Regions from separate parts of the Lactuca sativa genome. Here region 1 is linked to region 2. Evidence: chromatin contacts called from public Hi-C data. All regions are on one chromosome and are shown on one strand. The core of a region is the stretch at or near the end of the contact, and the rest is flanking DNA. Distances in the headings are between cores, read along the strand shown. Region 1 holds the start of LOC111895259 (caffeoylshikimate esterase). Region 2 holds the start of LOC111895248.

Region 1 (7,143 bases), core at 2,915-5,414, 310 kb before region 2:
ATTCAAATAAAAACCTTCTTTTGTCACTTTTTCATTGTCTTCTTCAACCAGTTTGTTCAATTATGGATTCACCTTATCACCATTTACTGAGGTGATAAAATACTTGATTTGGAAATATAACATCATTTGTACCCTTGAGTCTTGGATAGACTACTAAGCTTGATTCCAGATAATGTTTTCCTTTGTCTTTCAACACTTTTTTGTATTCCTTTGACTCTTCATAGGCATGTTCGACTACAACTCTAGGAATAGGTGTTCCATTCGAAGCATCATCCTCATCGCTCACACAGTATTCTACCACAACATGATCTAGAGGATCACATACTTTGGATGTAGAAGGTTGATCATTGTTAACCTTCACTATTGAATCATGACATATTTCTTTGACTTTAGCCATCGAAGTGACATTAATAACACAAAATTGAGAGCAATCGACACTTTTCTCAGCCTCAATTTCACTGATATTATCAGAATCATCATTGATATCAACAAAATTTTGTTGAGAATCAAATGTCGACTTCTTAGTCATGTTCAAAATTTTAACTTGTTCGTTTTTAGTTAGAGTTTCATTAACAATATGCACAAGATCATCAGCATTTAAGCATTCATCAATCTTAACTATTCCATATGCATACGAATCATTAGGTACTTTATCATACTTAGATATTTTCTTTTCACAATCATAAGAAGTTTCATCTACCTTTTCTCTCTTATAAGCTAAGAAAGGAAGCAACTTTGGATTTTTTTCTTTGCATATGTCAGATGAATGATGCAACTCAGTCAATTTAGCATACTCATGTTTGGAAGAATTACAATAAATATGCCTCTGTTTAACTAACAATCCATGCATAGTTATGAATTGACCCCATTTTGAATTTTCTTGCACAATTATGCTCATATATAAGAGACTTAATATGGAAAGAGTTTTCTTCACTCATCCATGAAAACTTCAGTCGAAACCGACACTGCCTTGAACAACATTTAACTAAAAGTCTCTTACTGTCATTTTTTGTAGCACAATTGATAACCTTTAGCAATAACATAATTACATAACATATGTTTTAACTGTTTAGGACTTTCAAATCTCATTCCTAACACAGGCTTTTGCTTTTTCCAATGAATATTTCATTAAAAGTTGTTACCTCCTCAAGTATTGGTTTGTTGTTATCCATCTGAACATATAGATCCTCATAAGGTGGACTGTCTGGAGTTGGCTGCTCCTTGGGGCAGGGCTAGTTCAAAAACGCACCATTCAAGGTCTTATTTATTGGAATGCAATCAACATTTGCAATGTTATTGTCCATATTACCTTGCACTTGCACTTCATCTAGTTCAATGCCAATTTCTGTCTCAGCATGCAAATCTTCTATTACTTCACCTATACCAGAAAACTTGTCCTCGGGGGTACATACTTCAGCTTTCTCATCAAGAATCCATTGATGGACATTGACACCAAGATGATCCATGTACATAGAAATTACACAACTACAAGCATGCCCCACTTCGATCAACTCCTGGTAGTCTTTTTCAATTGCTATTATCCTTAATCCATCAGGGAACTCAATATCGGGCATGAAAAAGTACACATTAACGCATGTATTATTTGAGAATCTTTAAAGGAACAATACATTTGGTATTGTCCATTCTAGCAAAATCGACATCCTCAAACCTCTGCCCCGCTCCATCTGAGTAATTGATCACTGGGTACCTCATAAACATACCAGTAAAATGAAGATCTATCTTCATTTAACGGCCATACCAAGAATCCGAATGAAGAGTTTTTGCGAGGAACAGTAGAAAAAAAATAGAAGAAAGGGGCAGAAGAAAGCGACTACAGAAGGATGTAGCTTCTAGAAGAAGGGTTACGTACCTCATTTAATGATACATTAAGTGACATCTGATTTGACATATGAGCTGTCATTTTTTAATGACATGTACAATAAAACCGGCTGATTATGAAGGGGGTCATCGGGTGACCCCTTCACTTTCTAGAAAATGACCTTAAAAGCATGTAAAATGTGAATTTATACCCATAGAATTAAAAAAAAAAACAATAGGATTGTTTTAAACCAAAATGTGTAAGATCGGTGGCTACAATGACATTTTCCCTTCTCCAAACCTTACAGAAGCTCTCCACTTCATGAAGTGGAATGGGGCAAGATAGGTGTAACATATCTCTCAGGCTTGAGGGAGTGGACTCGCCACCCCTTCTCCAAACAAAGTGCTAACATATCAAACACCACCCTTTGGATTTGCCAAGGAAGGTGTTAAGAATTGGTCACCAAGCAAGTAGCGAGAGGAAAGAAAATATAGAAGATGTATTGGTTGATTATGATTGGTTCATAGCTATTTTTTTCTCTCTTTTTTTCCTTCAAAATAAACCCTATTAATTTAACACACCATCACTCCCTACCAGATGCTAAGAGTTAGTTGCTAAGAAAGAAAAATGATGTGGCAAGGTGCTAAGAGTGGTACCACTCCCCTTAGCCTTATAAAGATTGAGCTTTAGGTTTTACCGTCGGTATTGGGCCAAAGGCCTATCACAGACCGTGCCTGTTTCCTATATAGAAGGTAGAGACCTTGCTACGAGCAGCTTGGGATCAATTAAGTGTTAGATAAACTAGGGTTTGTGGTGGAGATCTAGATGTCAACTTGGATTCTGAGTACACTTTCCGAACTGATATTTCTATCCTATGTCTGGGTTGCAATAAATTCAGCATATGATAATCCAAGTGGACACTTACGATTCTAGGCGCAGAAATCGTAAGCCAATTGGCTAGAGAGATTCTATGAGAGTGTTATGACGAAAACGAGAGCTAAAATTCGTGTATCTCTTCTGAGAAGGAAGAGCCGTTTATATATTAAATGAGATTAGGGTTTTAGTAGGGTTGGGTCGTCATTAGTTGCTTTGGAAGCAAGTCAGGATAATCTGGGTTTGATGAGGATTTAGGATTATCAAAACTAACGAGTTTTGTTAGTTTTACCATAATCACCCTCAAGAAATTGAATTTTCCACTATGTTCCCATATGTAAAATTCGGTGAGGTTTTGGGACCCCAACCAGGGGCTCTGCCCCTTGGACCCCGCTAGGGGCGTTGCCCCTAGACCCCGCCAAAGGGGCGCTGCCCCTTTGGAAACCCCGGACCTGGGGGCACTGCCCTCGGACCCCCGACTAGTCGTCGAACCGGCTTCTAATTCGATCTTATACATGCGTGCACTCCGCACAACCCTCGTACATATATATTAGAGTACAAATTATAAAACTCTTTGGCTCACATGTTAGTTCTAGTTACTTAAAATGACATGGTGACATTAAATGACCATCATTAAACTGTTTATTATTTGTTTTAGTTGTATGATCTAATATGCTCGCATGATGACGGTAGCAATAACAACTTCTTGTTATATGTATACAAATACTCCAATATTCCAACAATACGCCGCTATTGCTATTACTATACTGAACTATGCACTTTTAGATATTAACAGTATTTAATAGAGGTATTGTTTTTGGTAAAACACGTTCTTTAACCATCTAACTCAATAGTCTAATCATTAGGTACATTTGATTCACTATTTTGCTCTCATCTTTTTTTCTCCTAAAGCATTGAAAACTTAATTACAAAATTGAATACTACCAAATTTAATTAATATACTACACAAACTTTAATTATTATAACCGACAAAAAATGAACCAATTAGAACACCTATACTTAATATTAGCAGCCTAATATTGCCTAATAATTTTGAGTCCACTCATTTTTGAGTGAGGTTTTGAACGAATATGGTTTTGTAATTAGATTTATATGAATTTTGAAGTTCCAAAGGTATGAGGATATACCTGACATTTTTAACTATTAGTTATTTATAATAAAAATAATCAGTATATAATAAATAAGTAGAATATCGATATGAAAAAGCGATTATTAATTAAATATTAGATTATCTTATGACTATATGTATACCTAGCTATAACGATTTTATTCAAATAACAGCAAAACAACCTAATCTTCATGGAATTTTCCTTTTACACACCCATAATAAAATAATAAAAAGTAAATAAATTGTAAATAATTAAATAATAATAATCCCACTTGCTAAAATACAAGAGAATAAACTGTACACGAACAACTCCTCGTTATAAGCAGAGATCACGTCTCTTACTCCACAAACACATCATCCTTTCAAATTCTAAAATATCTCTACCTTATTCTTTATAAACCTTTTTCCAATTCCACTGCAACAAACTTCTTCTTCTATCTATCTATCTCCATAATCTCAGGAACAATCAAAATCAAAAGCTTGTGATCTTCATAAAGATTTCAAGAACACTCTGTTCCATGGTACGTCTCAGTTCATAGATTTCCTATTTTTTTGTTTCAATAAATTCTTGTCTTTTATGATATTGAGTTTTTCTGTTATGGGATTTTGATGTTTGATCATTATTAGGCGACTGAAGCTTCAGATTTCAAATACGAAGAGGTAATATTCAATAATTTTGATTCTTTAACGTGCTCTGTTTACTGGTATTGTTTATGAACATGCATGAACTGAAGAACACGTTTAATTTAAAGTCATCTTGATGTGATAATTTTCAGGAATACATCGTGAATTCGAAAGGATTGCAAATATTTACGTGTCGATGGCTTCCTGTTGACACTGAACCAAAAGCTTTGATCTTTCTCAACCATGGCTACGCCATGGAATGCAGTGTCTCCATGAAAGGTCAGTTGACTTTTTTCTTAAACTCAATATTACGGTAGAGATTTCTTACTTCATGCTTCAAAATCAATAGCCATAATAAACTTGGAGAGAATCTATCAAAATACAATCATTACGAGTTCCAAAATCAATGATGTGTTGATCGATTTTGAATTCGAAATTCACCACGTTTGACTTACTCTCCTCTATATATTAATTGGATTCAAATCAAATCTAAACAGGAGCTGCATTAAGGCTTGTGAAGGCGGGATTTGCAGTTTATGGGATTGATAATCAAGGACATGGGAAATCTTCTGGGCTTCAGGGTTATATCCCATCTTTTGATGATCTTGTTAACGATTGTTCAGATTTTTTCACAAGCGTTTGTGGTAAGTTCTTTTGTTATCTTTTTTTTAAAACAATTCTACACTTCTAGTTTATTTAATTAAACTCAAAATATTGAATGTTCAATATTGACCTAGTCAATCAAATTGAGTTGAAAAAGGGTTTTGAATTGCTTTCTTGTTTTATAGGATACCTATGAACATATAAGATTACGAAAGTAGAAATAGTGCGTCTTGACCGACTTCACTGATTATTTTATTTTGAATTTATATTTATATTTTAAATAAATATGTTAATTAATGGATAATTTTTATTTCTTTCAGAAAAGAAAGAAAATAAAAGAAAGATGAGAATATTGCTTGGAGAATCGATGGGAGGGGGAATGGTTCTCCGATTACATAGGAAGAACCCAGAGTATTGGGATGGTGGAGTCTTGATCGCACCCATGTGTAAGGTATGTGCTACCTTTTTCTATCTTTTTGATTCAAAAATGACATATATATATATATATATATATATATATATATATATATATATATATATATATATATATATATATATATATATATATATATATATATATATATATATATATATATATATATATATACTAGGTATGAAACCCGTCTATTACATGAGTTTATTAAAAAAAAAATTTGTTAACCACAAAGATCATATTCATAAAAAAAGTAGTAACGATTGAGTTTATGACCTTTTGGTAAACCGTATTGACTATTTATATAATTTGGTCATAATTAATCTATACTAATATAATTAATTAATATGAATTCACAAATGAAATATACTATCTACATTAATATACATATACGTTAATTCCTATATTAATAAAAAGAGGAATTCAAAAATAAAAAATTATTATATATGTTAATTAATATATTTATAAAATTAATTAATATGATGTGACATTTAATAGGTGAGATTTGAATAAAAAAGAAAAAAACTATAAAAATAACAAGTAATTATTAAATAATTCAAAAAAAATCTAGAAAATGACAAGTGTCAAAATAAAAAAGAAGATGACATGTAGCAAAATCATATTTATTCTGTAAACTAAATATAATAAGAGTACATTAGAACTAATATTAAGCATCTTATATGAACAATCTTCCACTGTTATTGATTCAGGATTAATATTAACGACAGTTATACTTTCTAAAAATAAAACCTTCTATTTTTTGATAAGATTTTATTGAATATCCAGTTAGAACTGATGATGCTCTGGATTAAATATAATGTTCTCACGTTATATTTGGTTCACGCAAGAGATACTATTTATAATACTGTTTATGATTCTTAGTAGTTTGCAATTAGTTCATTATTTCGTTTTAATGTAACTTTATTTTACATATTTTTTTAAGATATTACTTATAAAATAGTATAATTTATGCACGATTTTTCAATGTTTGTGGTCAACTAGAATGTCACATGCGCGTTACTATGAATGATGAAAAGAGTTCATGGTCAAATAGAATGTATTAAATGTGAAAAGTCAAATATCATCTTGAAGGTTCTAAAGTTGTCAATTTCATGTTTAATCCTCTTAATTATCTCCTGTATTTATTCCGTAAACTGAGTGGCATCCAAGATAAAAGTCCTTAAACATATATCTTAAAAAGTACCACTTTTATAATAACAATAAAAAAAGTGTAAAAAAAAAGCTTACACCTCATCTATGTGTACCACTTTTTTCTAAAAAAAATACGGCTTTATGTATTTTTTTAGTATATGTTAAAAAGTACGACTATAACTTTTGAAAAAATTTCATGATTGATTTGAAATCTAACAACCATAACTTGTGAACAATTTCATTATTGATTTGAAATCTAACAACTATAATTTTTTAAAAGTAGATATATGATTCAGTCTTATAATTAATTTAGTCGTTTAATTTTTTAAAACTAATAATTATTTAAATTTTGACTATTTTATTTGATAAATTGGTCGCCAATAGAATATAAGAATTTTGATATATATATATATATATATATATATATATATATATATATATATATATATATATATATATATATATATATATATAATTTTAATTTTTTATATTATCTTATTATCTTAATAT
Region 2 (6,876 bases), core at 4,153-6,652:
TCACTGCATTGATCTTGGCCAAATCGACCAAGATATCATCCTGATTGATGAGGTCCCAAAACCTGAACCTAATGTAGCGAAAACACACACTTGGAGAACTTGGCATACAACCTTTCTGATGTGGTAATTTATTATATCAAATTTATATTTATATTACACTTATTCTCTTTGAAATCACTACATAATTAGCCAAGTGTACCTATTCATTTTGCAATCTGGATTTAGTAAGTATGGATTGTCGAACATTTGTGGGACGCGAATGATTCTTAATAAATTACCTATAACTAAATAAACAAATTAAAAAGGGGAGGATTTTGATTTTGTAATCTCAGAAAACTTAAAACTTTAATTAATTAAATAAAATAAAACTGACTAAGGAATGCAGAAAAGTGATTCTAGAAAACAATAACTAAAGAGAACTTTTGTTTAGGTTCGATTAGCTAATTCACTATGGTTGATTCATATGATAGTGCAATGGATTTAATTTCATTGGTTACCAGTTCCTATGTGACAGGTAATAATGGTCATATTCTTTATCCTATGATTTATTATAACTACCAGCTCAGTGATCAAGTGAACAAATAATTAAACAAACCAGCTTTTAGTTCGATTTATACCAGACTTGAATTGTAAATTGTCATTAGTGGTCATAACACTAGTTTAATATGTTAATGTCATTACACATATACAAATTAAAGTTACCAAATTCTCTATTTGACCCTAAGTTTATGATCAAAGTCTATTCATATAAACCTAATGGTCATAGAGTTCATATGATTTAAGCAAGTCAAGATAGAATGGTCATGTCACCCTAACAGTGCTCAACAATAAACAAAAAAAATTAAGCTTTAACACAGAAGGATCTTTATCAAGCTAATATAATAAATAACCAACTAATAAAATTGGTAATCATAAAATCAAACCATAGTTTCAAAGATTCTCTACCCTAAACGAAAGTTGAGGTTTTTTGCCTACTATCAATCTATCATGGCAGTAAAAACAATTAAAACAAAGCAAACTATCATCCACATGAAAAACAAGCTAACTAAGTTATTAATTGTAATTATGTTAATGATCTCTTCCTATAAATATAAAAAAATGGTAAATTATAAAACTATAAATAAAAAAGTATCTAGAATTAACTTAGCTAAATGACTAAACAAAATATCAAACATAAAATAAACCCAAAATATTTTATTATGATAACATTAATATAATCAAGTTGAAAAATAAATATTTTAAACACCAAAAACTCAATACGTTGGCAACAACATAGTGAGCCAAATTAACATTAACTATGAATAAAAAGAGAATCATAAACTATGTTGTCGCCAAATTAACATTAACTATGAATAAAAAGAGAATTATAAACATTTGGAAAAACAAAATGGGAGCATTTTGAATAATAAGCATCGTTTGTCACTACAAGCTTCTAGTGTTTAGTTTAAACAAAACGTTTCAAATCTTAATACTACTTCATGAAGCATTTAACAAAGCATTGCCGATTAGAAGTTACTCGTTACCCACTACAAGCTACCCGCTACCAGTTATTTTTGTCGAACACATCCATAGTCGAAGTCTATTTCTATTGATATTAAGGTTAATATTACAGAAGACCTAACATTTTAGGATTTCTTTTATTTTAAAACTAAACTTTTTTCCGGTTTTTTTTTTTTCATTTTGGCCATTTAGAAGGCTTATTGAAAACCTTCCGGTATTAGAAAATATGTTTAAAAACATGTTTTTTTCTTTCAAAGACGTACATTTGATAAACTTTTTGATTAGACCAACTTTCGTTTTAACTCAAAATTCTTTTATTTTTATTTTGTTGTTGTTTACGGTGTTTTTGATGGAGGACAACAGAGATTAAGTTCTATCTATATTTCTAATAATGAGGCAAAATGTTCTATGTATGCTAACGTTGATGACATTGTATCACAAATGGTTCCACTTATGTTAATCTGAAAGTTTTTACGTTTCTCTTTATTGTGAAAAATCTAATATTTTCTTCAAATTTTAATATTGAAAACAATATTAAAATTTGGTTATAAGGATAAGTTGACATTGGTTGCTTATATAATGTGGTTTACCATTTTTTTAGTGTTGCTTTATTAGCTTATTCTTTAAATACGTTTCTCATTAACAGTCCAGTTCAAGAAAAATAATACACTATGAATATTGAATTGTACAAATATTAAACTTTTATCGGCCATAAAAATATTGTACTGTTTTTGATGAATAATTTTTTTAGATATAGCTGAACAAAACATCCAAATCATCTTGAAATACTTAAATACACTATGAGTCTTGAATTGTCTAAAACTTAAACTTTTATCGGTCATAAAAGATATTGTAATGTTTTTTATGAATAAATTTATTAGAAACTAAACAAAATACCCAAAATCCAAACCTACGTCTATTGATTTTAGTATCTAAGTTTAAATGTTATCTTCCGTCATGGTATAACAAAATTATTCATTATATCGTCAGTATAATCGGAAAAACCTTTTGTATCCGGTTAAGGAGTTTTTTTTTTTTTTTAAATCAAAAGTTTTGGTTGTTAAAGAGAAAAAAATCTTTGGATGGTTAACGCAAAACTCAATGGTTTTCATAGACTTCAAAGTTTTATGGTTAATCAAAGTTATCATGAAACCTATACGGTTAACGGGTTAAGTTGTTTTTTTTTTAAATTTCAAAGTTAAAAATATAAATGGTTTCTTTCTTATTATTTTCATTTTATTTTTTTTCACATCTTATTTTATGTTTTTTCTATTTTATTAAATTTTACTAGGTATAAGATCCGTGTATCACACGGGTTTATTAAAAATAAAAATTTAATATGAATATAAACATTAAATATTCTATACAATAATGCTTTTCTATAAAAAAAAAATGTAATCTTTTGTAACATTTATAAAAGAAATCAAATTGTTTGGATCACTTATGAAAATTTATTATCAAATTAACAGAATGATATATATATATATATATATATATATATATATATATATATATATATATATATATATATATATATATATATATATATATATAACCCATTAGAAATTTTTGGAAATTTATTTTAAGAAAAAATTGAAATCTTTAAAAAATGACAAGTGGAAAATAACAATTTTAAAAATTCTAGAAAATGATATATATCAAAATGAAAGTAAAGATGACAAGTCTCAAATATATATATATATATATATATATATATATATATATATATATATATAACCCATTAGAATTTTTTGGAAATTTATTTTAAGAAAAAATTGAAATCCTTAAAAAATGACAACTGGAAAATAATAATTTTAAAAATTCTAGAAAATGACATATATCAAAATGAAAGAAAAAATGACAAGTATCAAAAGTATTTTCATTTATTAGGTAGGATATAATAATAAAATATAACAATAAATACATATTAATTTCATTAATGGACTTTCTTTTAATTTCAAAATTACTAAATTAAAGTCATATTAGTTTCATTTGTTTATTCATCTAAATTATTTGTCTAAATTTAAAAATAAAAAAATAAAAAAAAAACCTTTAATTTTAATAATTCAATATTTTTCACTTTTCTTATAAATTCACACTTTTGAAATGTTTAAAAATTTATATTTTATTTTTCTTTCAAATAAACTCATACAATATATAGATCAAACATCTAGTTTGGCCAATATATTAAATGATTACTTCCATTTTATATGTTATTTACAATCTATTCTTGAACCCCCAATCACTCATTTAGTCTGGCATGGTCCAAATACTTCTTGTTCCAACCATAAATCTTGATTTCGAGTACAAGTAATTAACAACTTTCAATTAAAAAACGAGAATAAGAATATGAAATGGACCAACATATTCAGTTTCATTTATTATTATAAACAGGAGAGCTAGCTACCACAATAAGGACAATCCTCACATGACATCACATATAAAGTGACTTCTTCCCACTAAGATTCAATATCCCCACCCAACCCCACCTGAATTTACTGAAATACCCTTATGTCATCTCGGGCAATCTGGTCATTTCCCTTTTGTTTCAGGATGGTAAGATCAATAATAATACATACATACATACATACATACATGCATAGATTAGGGGAGGCATGAAAAAGTAGCTAGACGTTAATGAGTCACCATGTTATGCCATATTTTAATTACTCATCATCATCATCCTTGTCTGAGTTGTTTGATTTGTTATCAGATATCATTTTTTGAATCAACTCGCTCGTCTCTGATTCCGACATCTGTCGACTTGCTCCTGTTGATGACTGAGACTGCAAGTACGACTCAAAGAACTCCTTGTTCTCTTTCTCTAACTCCTTCCACACTGCATGTTATGTGTAGGGTTTTGTTTCACTTTTAATAATAATGTGATCATATTTAACAATTTCGGTTAGGATCATGGTTATATATATATATATATATATATATATATATATATATATATATATATATATATATATATATATATATATATATATATATATATATATATATATATATGGATCGGATCTACTGTCCATTTTCTTTCCAAAAGAGTCCTTTAACAAATAGTGAGTTTCCAACATAATCTATACACGTAGATTTGAGTGTGTCTAGCTAGTTGATGTGGGACTTACACATGACCCCTAACATGGAGGCTCAATGATGGCTTTGATATCATGTTAGATATGTTAAATTGTTGATTTTCTTTCCAAAAGAGCCCATAAGGAAGAGAGGGGAGACGCCAACATATATACAAGCAGTAGGAGGGGACTGTGTCTAACCGATGTGACTATAGGTTTTGATTAGATGATGACATGTGTGCTAGATGTTTATTTTGATACCATGTTGGAGATATAGATTTCTTGATTTTTTTCGAAAGATAACTCTTAAGAAGAGAATGGAGACTCCAACATATATTGGGATTGTGTCTAGCTCTAGCTGATCATGTGTGTATGGCCATGCATGCATGGTCATATATGAATGATCTGTATATATATAGTTTGAGGTAGAGGAAAGGAAAGGAAACTAACCGGTTGAGGTGATGACCGGCTTGATGTTTGCATGTTTAGATAGGGCTTCCATGCACTCTTCTTTGCTCATGCGGAAGATCAAACACTTTTCTATAAGATGTTGCACCTAAAACAAATCACACCATGCATATATATAGTTAAACTTTTAACTATGATCATCTATAAAACTTTCCATATGAATTATGAACCATATGTTTTTGTTGTTATTGTTGTTGTTACCATGTGTATGTATGAAGCTGAAGAGTCATCCATCTTAATTATCACTTTCACTGGTTTTGTGATACAAATATGGACATGTATATATGTGAAGGATTTTTGTGTTGTATAGAGAGTGATGAGAGCTAGCGATCATGAAGCAAGGAAAATGCGTTTGAAAGTTATATAGAGATGAAAATGGTGAAGGAGATGGTGGGGTGGGCCATGGAGTCCATGTGGGAGATAGATGATAACTGGTGGAGAAGGGTTTAGAGGAGATTTGGAGTTCAACATTTCTGTCTTGTAGGAATCCAATGTGGCAGCCCCCCTTCACGTGACCAGTGGGTCCCACCTACCCTAGACATTCTCTAAAGTTTCAAGACTATTCACCAATATGCTACTTGGAAAAAAAAAAAGCATCATTACCATAAAAAGACAATGAATTTATCGTCCTCAAAACCTTTTAGCAAATCAGAATGTGACATATGGCAATTCATGATCACAGATTCTAGTGAATATACATAGGGATGCTGCACCAAGCTTACTGCTGATGTGGTGACATACAGGATCGTCCATTTGTCCATGTGATGATTTGGTGCTTCATGATTGGTTGATGGAAACAAGACAAGTAAAAGACATTGATGATCTGGACTTCTTTCGGTTCTTTAAGATCATAACTTCACTGGTTCATTTTTATCTAGCTAGCCTTATATTTTTTTTATATTAATTTTACATAGATATTATGGTTTGGAACATCATTTGTACACATCCGGTGTTTCTTGAAGTTTCTGTTTTTCTTTGTGGACTCCAGTCAAGTGATTGGTTTGTCTTATTACAACTTACAAGTAGCACAAACTGTCCAAGAAGGATGAATATATGCAAACATATCTTCTTATTCAACACTTTATAGAACACCAACTCAGCCCCCACTAAAAAGAAAGAACTCTTGATGGGAGGGTTTGAGTACTTATAAAGTAAATATCTAATCCAATAGTGGAATCTTGTATGACAAAAAACATGCCACCAATAGATTGAAATCTAAAGTTATTCTTCTAGCAACTTTTAAGTTGTTCATAATACCCTAAACATCATTTGAGATGTAAATCAGACCCACACTGTAACCATTGAAGATTTCATTTTGTGTCCGTCTTTGGAATTCAAGATTCAAATAGGACTTGAATTACGTAGGAATCATTCAAGAAATTGAAAGGAATTTAATTATTTGTTAAAAGACAAAAATACCCGAATGTTATTTCTTTAACTTTTTACTCTTTAAATAAATTTTACAAGTCCTTAAGATGGGAGTGTAGTGGCTGAGGAGTGGAATACCGCACAAGAGGTCAAGGGTTCTAACCCTAACACACACAAAATATTGTTAGTATTCATTGATTGACCTCTCACGTGAACCTAAGACAGCTTGGACCACTCAGATGATACGGTTTACCATTTTTTTTAAATAAAATTCTAGTGACAACATAAGCACAGGTGGAACACATGTCCAATATACATCCTAGACGAAGTGAAATATGCATAAATCTCAAAATTACACAGATTTCTAATACAAGAGTTGGTGTTGGGGCCCATCTACAGAAACTGACAAACTACAAACTCCAAAACAATGTATCTTATACATCACATAGATACCAAACAGAAA

Evidence for each region. Hi-C and Micro-C count contacts between places; a contact is called where the count stands out from the background.
Region 1: a contact with region 2 is called in a Hi-C map of seed, with 7 times the contacts expected there. The contact joins the promoter of LOC111895259 here to the promoter of LOC111895248 in region 2. A contact is called at or near these places in 2 of 4 Hi-C or Micro-C datasets (leaf and seed).

The regions. Positions count from the first base shown.
Region 1 is chr9:95,761,068-95,768,210 of Lsat_Salinas_v11, reverse strand. It overlaps LOC111895259 (caffeoylshikimate esterase), which reads left to right and starts at 4,164. Exons shown (of 8, transcript XM_023891348.3): 1 at 4,164-4,342; 2 at 4,449-4,481; 3 at 4,598-4,724; 4 at 4,943-5,089; 5 at 5,369-5,499. The coding sequence starts at 4,340.
Region 2 is chr9:95,454,435-95,461,310 of Lsat_Salinas_v11, reverse strand. LOC111895248 reads right to left here and starts at 5,402. Exons shown (of 3, transcript XM_023891338.3): 1 at 5,247-5,402; 2 at 5,028-5,133; 3 at 3,856-4,339. The coding sequence starts at 5,279. The coding sequence ends at 4,167.